2 separate regions of the Mus musculus genome follow, and region 1 is linked to region 2. Evidence: chromatin contacts called from public HiChIP or PLAC-seq data. All regions are on one chromosome and are shown on one strand. Each heading gives the region's core, a stretch centred on a gene start, on an enhancer-like site or on the middle of the called end of the contact. The rest is flanking DNA. Distances are from core to core; before and after follow the strand shown.

Region 1 (4,625 bases), core at 911-3,410, 190 kb before region 2:
CAGGCATAGTATCACATGCTTGTAGTCCCAGCATTAGGGAGGTAGACACAGGTAGATACCTGTGGCTCACTGGGCAGCCAGGTTAGACTAATTGGTGAGCTTCAGCCTAGTGAGAAACCTTGTCTCAAAATAAGGTGGATGGTATTTCTGAGACTATCCTCTGGCCTCTATGTACCACATACATGTATGTACACAAGCATCTGAACACACATGTATACCTGCATGTTAATGTGAGCATACACACACACACACACACACACACACACACACACACACTGGGGAGGAGGAGAAGATGAAGACAAAGAACGATGTAATTGGTCACCTCTGTATTGTAATTGGTGTTGAGTGTTGGCTTTACCATGCCAAGAAGGAAAGGAAATGCCAAAGGCTCCAATGGTTGTAGCACTTTACAAAGCCTGTGCTCTGTCTACAAAAGATGCCTCATGTAAAGTCACACTTCCCAGGTCTTGTTGAGCTTAGCTTGGGAGGACTATCTCTTTTGGGGTGGGCCAAGAAGTTCACATTCCCAGCTTGGTACTTATGAACCTCATGCAGGCCACTGGCACATTGGCACAAAGCCAGGGTTTAGTGATTGCACAAGGGGCCCGATCCCTACGAAGCCAGCCCAAGGAGCCACATCAGCTCTCTCTGAGCCTTCGCTTGTTGCAGCAAATACTCCTCTTCAAGTCACCTGCAGCCAATAGGATGCTAGAGGACAGGCTCCTAACCATCTTGGCTCTCCGCAGCAGTCTTCTGCAGACTTCTGCAGAACTGGGGTGTCCCACAAAGAGATGAGGGGCACTTAGCACACAATGCTTTCTTTTCTGGTTTTGGTGGAGAAATCTCTGCTGTCTGATCATGACTCAGAAATTATATAACTTGTTCAGAGAACAAAATGCTAAGTGTTCATTAAGTGAGTTGGGAGACCCAGAAGGTCCAGACACTGTATAGAGCAGGTCCTGGAGCTGCAGGCAGAGATCTAATTGGGGGGAGGCCCTGGAAGGGAGAGAGGATGAGAAGGAGCTTTAACGGAGGAATTTCTGAGACCATCATGGAGTTCCCGTCTTTTCTTTAGTGTCTCCAATCGGCTTCATACAATACAGTCAAGGTATAGTGGATCAACTCCAGGACAGGCAATCACAGTGCAGACCCATCTTACCATCTGGGAGGTGGGACATCTCCATAGGGTGATGGAGAAAGGTCACAGGCAGGGTTGGGACGAGAACTCTTGCCTTGTCTTTCCTCAATATTCTCTTTCTACTTGAAAAGAGAAGGATAAAGTCCTCCAGTGCTGGAGTCAGATGGCTTTAGTGTGTAGCCTGAAAGATTCAGTCTACTGGCCATGTGACTCCTCCACAGTACTAAAGGGAATAGATTTCTCCAATAGAGTGGTCCAGCTTGCCTCTTCCTCTGGGCCCCGGGAATTAGCTCATTAGACTCCTCTTGGGTGTCGAGACAATGGGTTGCCATGGGTACTCTCAGAACAGCACCCAACATGTAATGAGTTCTGTAGGGTGGGGTCATCCCCTTCTTCTCCCTCCAACTCTCCTTCTTTTCCCTTCCCTTCTTCCCCCTCCTCTTGAACCTAGGTCTGGTTAGCTGTGGACATTTGTCTATTTTGCTATAACCCCTGGCAGTTTCAGCGTGTTAGAGGAGTGTGGGAATCGGGCACTGGCCTGTGTCCTGCAGTGAGCCATAAAACAGCGGCAAAGGGAGCGGCCAGTGCAGATAGGCCTAGAGATGAAAGGCAGTGTGTTTTCCTTTCCAGAGTTCGGCTGTGTTCCTGAAGGCCCACAGCTTCCTCTGTCCTGCTGCTGGCTCTCCTTTTTTTTTTTTTTTCTCTTCCCAGTTCCCCTCAGGGATATCTTAAGAGGCAAACTTCCAGCACTAACAGGAGGTCTTTTGTTCTCCTAGTCTCAAAGTGGACTTTAACCCAGTTACTACAGACTGAGTCACAGTAAAAACAAACAAATAATAATACTTGGTTTTTCTTAAAGCCTCTTCCATTCCTGTTGACTGAAAAGGGGGAATCTGACACTTTCTTGGGCCTATGGGGGCTCTTCCCCACCCCAACCTTTTAGAGAGACAGTCTCAGAGAACCTTCCAGAACATTCTGGAGCTAGGCACTATGACTTGTTTTAGACTTTCATCTGATTTTGGGTGGTGTATGGACTCTGAGGAATTTGGGGGTCTCAGCATAGTCCTGGTAGGGCTCATCCTAGTCTGAGGAGCACTTGTTACACTCCTGGTGTGGACACATACTTACTCCTGGACTAGCCTCCCTTATTCACACTTTAGAGTCTTTATATGTGAAACTAGGGGATGAGGACATTCTCTGATTTTATCAAGAGAGACTTTGCGATTGACCCTGCTCTGCTAGAAGACGCTAGGGCAAATTAAGATGCTGTTTATAGCAGTCTGAGTCCATTCACTAAAAGCTTTATGGGCCCTTAGGAGTAGGGTGGGTGTCAGAGGAGAAAACCCCACTTCCTGGCCTCAGAAAGGCACACAGGTAAGCAGGGAAATGCGGAATCTTTTCCTGAGGTAAGATGGGTTTGTGTGAAGGGAAGGGGGTGACTGTTTCCATGGGGAGGGCATAGAAGTTTTTCCTAGGGGATGTAGCAATTGAGAGTGGAGCTGCTCAGGGAATGGAAAGTTGGGTGTTTAGGACAGGTGGAAGGAGCGAGGAAGGGTCCAAGGCATTGGGCTCATCAACAAAATGCTGTCTTAAGTATTTCTCTAAGAAGTTTTGCTTACATGTAAAAAAATATGGTTTTGCTTAAAGGCTCTTCTATTCCTGTTGACTGAAAGGGGGAACCTGACACTGCCTTGGGCCTACGGGACTCTTCTCCACCCCGATCTTTTAGAGACACAGTCTAGGAGAACCTTCCAGAACATGTGGAGCTTGGCACTGTGACTTGTTTTAGACTTTCATCTGATCTTGTTTAAGCAGACCTGGGCCTTCTCTTTTGTAAAAAGAGAAGAGTCTAGAAGAACATGCTACCAGCTTTGGAACTCTGTTCTAAGATGTCCGACTACATGCAACATTAAGACATGCCTGAGGCCACTAGTCCATCAGACACACTGCCCAAGGGTGTAGCCGTGGTTCCCAGTGAAAGGATTCCCATTCCCTAAGAGCTTGTCATCCTTAACTCCCCAGAGTGCAAGGACCTTGGGCAACACACTCATCACTCCCATCATGAAAAGCCAATTCAGGTGCTTGAAAATGCTGGTTCAATTAGCCCCAACTTCTAGGTCTTCTTTCTATGTGCCATCTCCAGAATCCTTGGGTAGATTGATGGTCCTCTGTGTGGCTATGGCTCATTCTTTACATTGTGACTTAAGCTCCATTCTCCAACAGCCCTCCTCCTGGGCTGTGAGCTCCTTAGAGGGAACTATGCTAAAGTACTTTTGTTTGTTTGTTTGAGATGGGGCCTCACTATGTAGCCTGGCTGTTCTGGAACTGGCTATGTAGACTAAGCTGGCCTCAAACTTATGGATATTACCTGCCTCTGTTTCCTGAATGCTGAGAATAAAGGCATGTACCATTGTCCCCAGCTAGTACTGTCAAACAGTCAATCTTTCCCAATGTTTGTTTCATAGACCTATAATGTGACCAAGGGATGGTTGATGGTGTATTCTGTTCTGTCTGACAAATAACAACAGAAATGTCACCTTCATCACCATCAACTTAATAGGCTTAGGCCTAAGACTTCCCACTGATCTCAGCCCTGTATAGAAAGAGATTTTTTTTTTCTAAGAAGCAACTCCCACTCCATCGTTTGAAATCTGACCAAGAGAATAATGGGAATCCAAGGCAGGAAACATTCTCTTTTTCAAGCCGATTTCTTTGCTTTAGTGAACCCAAGCAACATGAAAGAAGCCAGCATCTCTGGGTCCAGACCTTAGGCTCCTTACAGAGACTCAGCCTAGCCAGTTGGTGCTGGGGAACACCAGCCTCCCTCTTGGCCTGCCTTTTCTGGATTGGTTCTAAGAGGTTAAGAAAAAAAAATTCCAGGAGCAGACTTGCTCTCAGGGACAGTAGCTGGTTGATTTCTTCTGAGAAAATGGAAACCTTGGTCTTCTGATGTGTGCAGTGACAGACACAAGAGGAATTTTCCGATACAACCAGGGAGTAGATTTTCCAAGGACAGGCTGACCAAGAGAAGCCATCATCTGATCATGATCCAGAATTAGGTAATGTGGCACCCCCTGGAGCAGAAGAGGTGACTGGCTACCCCAGGAGGAAAGTTGTATTCTCTTCACTTTCTAGTGTGTGTGGTGATCTGCCACCAATGGGATTAAGGATTTCAAGACAGCTGGGTCATCTCAGTGCCATTTCCCCGTGGTGAGAAGAGACAAGATGTTGATTCTGTTTGGGAAGGAGGTGATGGTGACGGGCAGCTGAAAGCTAGACCGCTCTCTAAACTGTGACAGAAATGGTATGCACAGGGTCTATCTACGGGGCACTGGCTTCCACAGTGGCCTGGCTGTACCCTTCCATGAACTCATTCATTATTCCATATGCTTACTCGGCTCCGCTCTGTGGCTAACCCTGTCCTATGAACTGGACGGACAAAGACAAATTGTCCCCCACCCTGGTTTGTTCTCTGGAGTTCCCTTCA
Region 2 (4,305 bases), core at 185-2,684:
GGGACAGGATGCCAGTGGGCGTGGTGTACGCAGCTGTGCCACACTGGGGAATGCCCCAGGAGACTCAGAAGTCATTTCAAAGAACAAATAGTGCAGGAAGCCCTGGCTGGCTGATGAACGCATCCTTTTGGAGGAGAAAGTCCAGCAGCCTCTGCAAGCCAGAGGACCCGAGAAGCGGTGAAGAGAGGGAACGGTTTGCAGAAGTAGTAATTACAAAACGGCTTGTAAACTTCAGGGGGCTAAGATGTAATCAGTGTAATTTCCTTAATATAACTTTGATCAGAAAAATCATTGTTCCAAATGGTCCCATGACCTCTCTTTGTACCATTTATAGGGGGAGAGATAAATCCAGCCCTGCTCCTGCCTGCTAGGAGGGGGTTGCACACTCCCCACTCAATGTTTAGTCAGCCCACAGAGTTATGTGAGCTCAAATCATTCTCCCAGTTCTGCATGCTCTCTTTCCTCTGCATTTTCTCTTTCTGCTGGCCCCGAAAATGGCAACAACCTGCCGGGGCTCCGAGTCTTGAAGAAATGGAGATTGGGTTTGTGGGAACTGACCCCTCACAGGAACATTTGGAAACATTCCCACACATGTGAGGCCCCACAGACATCTCTCATTTGACCCTCTTGAGGGAAGGAGGGACTAAAAGAAGGCTCTGATTACCTTTAGTGACTTGGTAAGCCCACCTTAACCTAGAGCCAGCCCCCACCCCCACCCCCATTTTCACCTGGACAAGGACTCCACAGTGGCTATCAAAGTCCCATGTTTATACCTTATGTGCATTGATCTGAGTTGCTGAGAAATTTCCCATGAAGCCACATAGGGAAAAAGACCATGATAAAGACCTTTCCTTTTATTTCTCTCCTTCAGCAGAATTGGTCCCCAGGCACTTTAGACTTAGAAGTTCCACTAATAAGCCTTATAAACTGTGAGCCCAGCCTCTGCATAGAAACTACTTTGTATAGCCCCTAAGTGAAATCCCCCGGGGGACAGAAGATGCCCACGGCTTTAACAATCGAGACATAACACAGCCTCAGTATGAGAACAGAAGACAAGCACACTCTGACATCCCAATTGAAACTACAGGCTGAATCGGACATAGAAGAATGCAATTACCTTTTCTCGTCTGATGGTACACTAAAGAAACTGGAGAAGTGGGATACCTATTAGGTCCTCACTAATCCTCCTCCTAAATTCAAAGCAGGGCTGGTCCCTGGAACTCATTTCTGAGTATTCTTACTCCCTGTCATTGTTAGGCAGCTCAATTGATAAGTGCTTCCAGCTCAGAATGCTTTCTGCTTAGCTCGCCCCCTCTTCTTTCCCAGCGGCTCAAAGCACTTTACAAATATCACCTCATTATTCTTTATAGCACTCCAGCGAGCCTGATAGGTGGAAAGGTTCATTATCTTCTCCTCAGCAATAGGGGAAATAGACAAAGGAAGGAGAAGTGACTCGCTGAAGCCAGCAAAGGAGAGGCTGGACTGGAAGTACAGCTCAGCCACTCTCCAGACTCCAAATGTGCACATGTCCCATGTCAGCTTGTAAAACTGATCTGCTGACAGGGTGGGGTTTTCTCCTAAGCACTGTTTTGTAATCAGCATGTCTGGAGGGAGGCTCTGCACTGGGCTGGAGGGGAAAGGGCAGGAGTCGAGATGGAGGCTGCCTTCAGATGGTAACACTTAGGTTAGACAAAGTTCTTCACCAGAGTCGCAGTGCCTTCCCTAGGAAAGGAGATGCTTAGAGTGAAGGATTCTTCCTTATGTGATGGACGAGGAAGGAGTTTCTGAAGATTGCTTCTAGTGAGCCTTAGTCCCTGATCATCGGAAACCATTTCGCAAGTCGGAAATGGCTGCACCCTTGTCTTCTTATAGAGTGTTTGTTCCTTTTCATCCACTATCCATCTACGACAGGAAGGATCGGAGCAGCTAGTGTGACAAGGTGAAGCGGAGAGGTGGCCCTAGAGAGCAGAGGAGCAGGAAGAGGCTGAAGGGGCCGGAAAGGAAGAACTTAAAGTGAGAATCTGGCAAAGTGCATCATGACCTGATCCTCAGTTCGAACCAGAGACGCACCCAATATTCCGTGGAATTTATACTAAGTTCCCCAAAGTATAGGAAGGCCTGGGAACAACAGGACTTGATCTGCCTTTTCCAGATAGGGGATTTGCCAGTCCCTTCCCCCTCCTGTGAACAATGGTCCAGTGTGCCGGGGCAGTTTTCCATTGACACAGAAGTTCATTTTAATAAAAAAAAAAAAAAGCAGCGCTGATCTTCAAGTTAATCAAAACTGGATTATACAGGTTTCAGGAGTTTATAATTTGGTGCTTGAGCTGCTGCTAAGCCCGGACCTTTAGAAAAGCTGCCTGAGCTCATCTCTCTCATCTTCAACATTTACTTTTTCTAAATGATGCACTGACCAAGAGGTGGAGGGGTAAGACAGTAAGATCAAGATTTGTTTGTAGGAGCAGTTCCTGCCACAAGAATAATGACCTTGGATAGCAGTAAAGAATGATGCTTTGGGGTGAGGGAGTGGTTGGTTACAGGGACCAGCGATAAAGGACTGACTATGCAACCACCGGAGGAAGCCCATTTTTGTGATGCTTAGGCTGTTTTTGTTGGCCTGGTCTTTGCACTCACCATGGGAACTGCGTCGCTTGCTTGCTGCTCCTGCAGAGACTGCAGGATACTTTTCTTTATACAGAGGAAAAGGAATAACGAATAACTATCCCCTGAAAACCAGTGTCTTCAGGGCTGGGGGGGTGGGGGTGAATTGTATTCATCTCCCTGTCCAGCTGTAAGGGCCACGGGTTGCCAGCTCTCTTCCAGCTGCTCTCAAAGGGCCTCAGCCTGACCTTGTGGAACCTTCTTTCTGGGAAGTCAAGGAATTTCCAGGATTAGCTCAAATCTTGAGGCTGCCAACTGTGACAATCTACAAAGCTCTCTTAGGCAATGATTCAGGCCCCCATTTCTGCTCAAAGCCAAGATGGTTCCCAGCGAACTGGAAATAGTCTCACTTCCTGGATGTAGGCTATAATGGGAATTGACCCCGGAAGAATTTTGGAAGGGCAAGCCTCAGCATTTCTGCATACTGCAGATTCAACAGCTGATACCAGATATAACTGAAATATAATAAAACCTGAAAAGCAAGGTAAAGAGGTCACCAGACACACGTTTGAAAAAGAACACCATAAGAAAAAGGGAGTGTGGTGTTTTAATGACAATAATGGCTAATCTCATATAGTTAACCACCCAAGACGGTATATTTTGGGGGGGAAATACCTGGTGAATCTCTCCTGAACTGAACTTCTGGACATTCTAGCCTAAGTCCAAGTTTCTAAGTTCTGATTAGATAGAATACAAAATCCCTCATAAGAAAGAATAATTTGGTACTTCGCTTTAGCCCAGGTAAGAGCTAGACCTCAGATCCAGCCAGGAACAGCCCTGGTACACTAAGGCCCTCACCTTTCCCTCTGTCTCCTGAACTCTGCAGACATCTGAGCTGTTGATGAAACATCAGAATAAACTTCCAACTCCCTCTGTGGCCTCCTTAGGCTTCAGTCCCATCTGAAAAGTGAAGCAACAGGACTAGAGCACCTGCAGCATCCGTCCTCTGAGAATCCCTGTACAACTGTGTCTCTGCAGAGTTGGCTCCAGCACTTTCTGGCTACAGTATACTCTCTACCTTTCAGGCTTCACTGAATCCAAGTCCCCAGGCAGGCCTAACACTGTCTGGGGGACTCTCAGATCACAAACCGAAGCTTTAATGGACAATTCAAGTCAAATGTTTCTTCTACTCCTGCAAGTTAGAATTGACCAGGACTCTACTAATCCAGCTGACCTCAGGAACTAGGGATACTAGCTTTTAGAGTTAAGAGCTCTCTAATCCAAAACAAAAGGATGAAGACTCCACATATAAAGGCTTAGCAAGACCACACACACACACACACACACACACACACACACACACACACACACACACACACACCCACCCACACACCTCTGGAGGTTAATTTTATAGTGCAAGCATCTAGGAAGTTAAGAAGACAGCTTCTTAATATAAGTGGTCAGATTTTTTTTCCCAACATTCAACATTTCCAGTCTAGTTTGTAACCCAGCTCGGCCACTCTATCCATAGCAATGTTTGACTAGTTGAGGGAATTTTAAGAATAGTCAGCAACTCCAAGGAACTTTTCATTCAAGGACTCCAGAATGTTACGTAAGGATTCTCATGATCCCAAACAGATGTGGAGAAGCTATTTATCTGAGAAATGAGGGGCATTTTACAGATTTGTCTAGAGTAAGCCAGGA

The links. HiChIP or PLAC-seq counts read pairs in DNA pulled down with a chosen protein or histone mark.
Region 1: a contact with region 2 is called in an H3K27ac HiChIP or PLAC-seq map of heart atrium, with 7 read pairs. The contact joins the promoter of 4933435C09Rik here to the enhancer-like site in region 2. A contact is called at or near these places in 10 of 484 Hi-C or Micro-C datasets (the 3T3-L1 cell line, the N1E-115 cell line, cerebral cortex and 5 more) and 2 of 115 datasets of contacts at active chromatin or transcription factors (heart atrium and stem cell-derived neural progenitor cells).

What each region holds. Positions count from the first base shown.
Region 1 is chr12:79,934,074-79,938,698 of GRCm38.p6, reverse strand. 4933435C09Rik (a long non-coding RNA gene) reads right to left here and starts at 2,160. Exons shown (of 3, transcript XR_381736.3): 1 at 1,160-2,160. It overlaps 9430078K24Rik (RIKEN cDNA 9430078K24 gene), which reads left to right and starts at 2,435. Exons shown (of 4, transcript NR_131074.1): 1 at 2,435-2,512. It overlaps Gm51985 (a long non-coding RNA gene), which reads right to left. Exons shown (of 2, transcript XR_003950201.1): 2 at 3,833-4,625.
Region 2 is chr12:79,747,625-79,751,929 of GRCm38.p6, reverse strand. The region is part of intron 8 of Rad51b (RAD51 paralog B); the gene reads right to left. Among named protein-coding and RNA genes, the nearest start is that of Gm36048, 49 kb to the left of the region's middle. Within about 2 kb of position 1,434, at least 165 of the 459 cell types and tissues checked have an H3K27ac peak or open chromatin away from gene starts, as enhancers often do. A contact at or near this core is called in the N1E-115 cell line, cerebral cortex, heart atrium and 4 more, where this site is marked.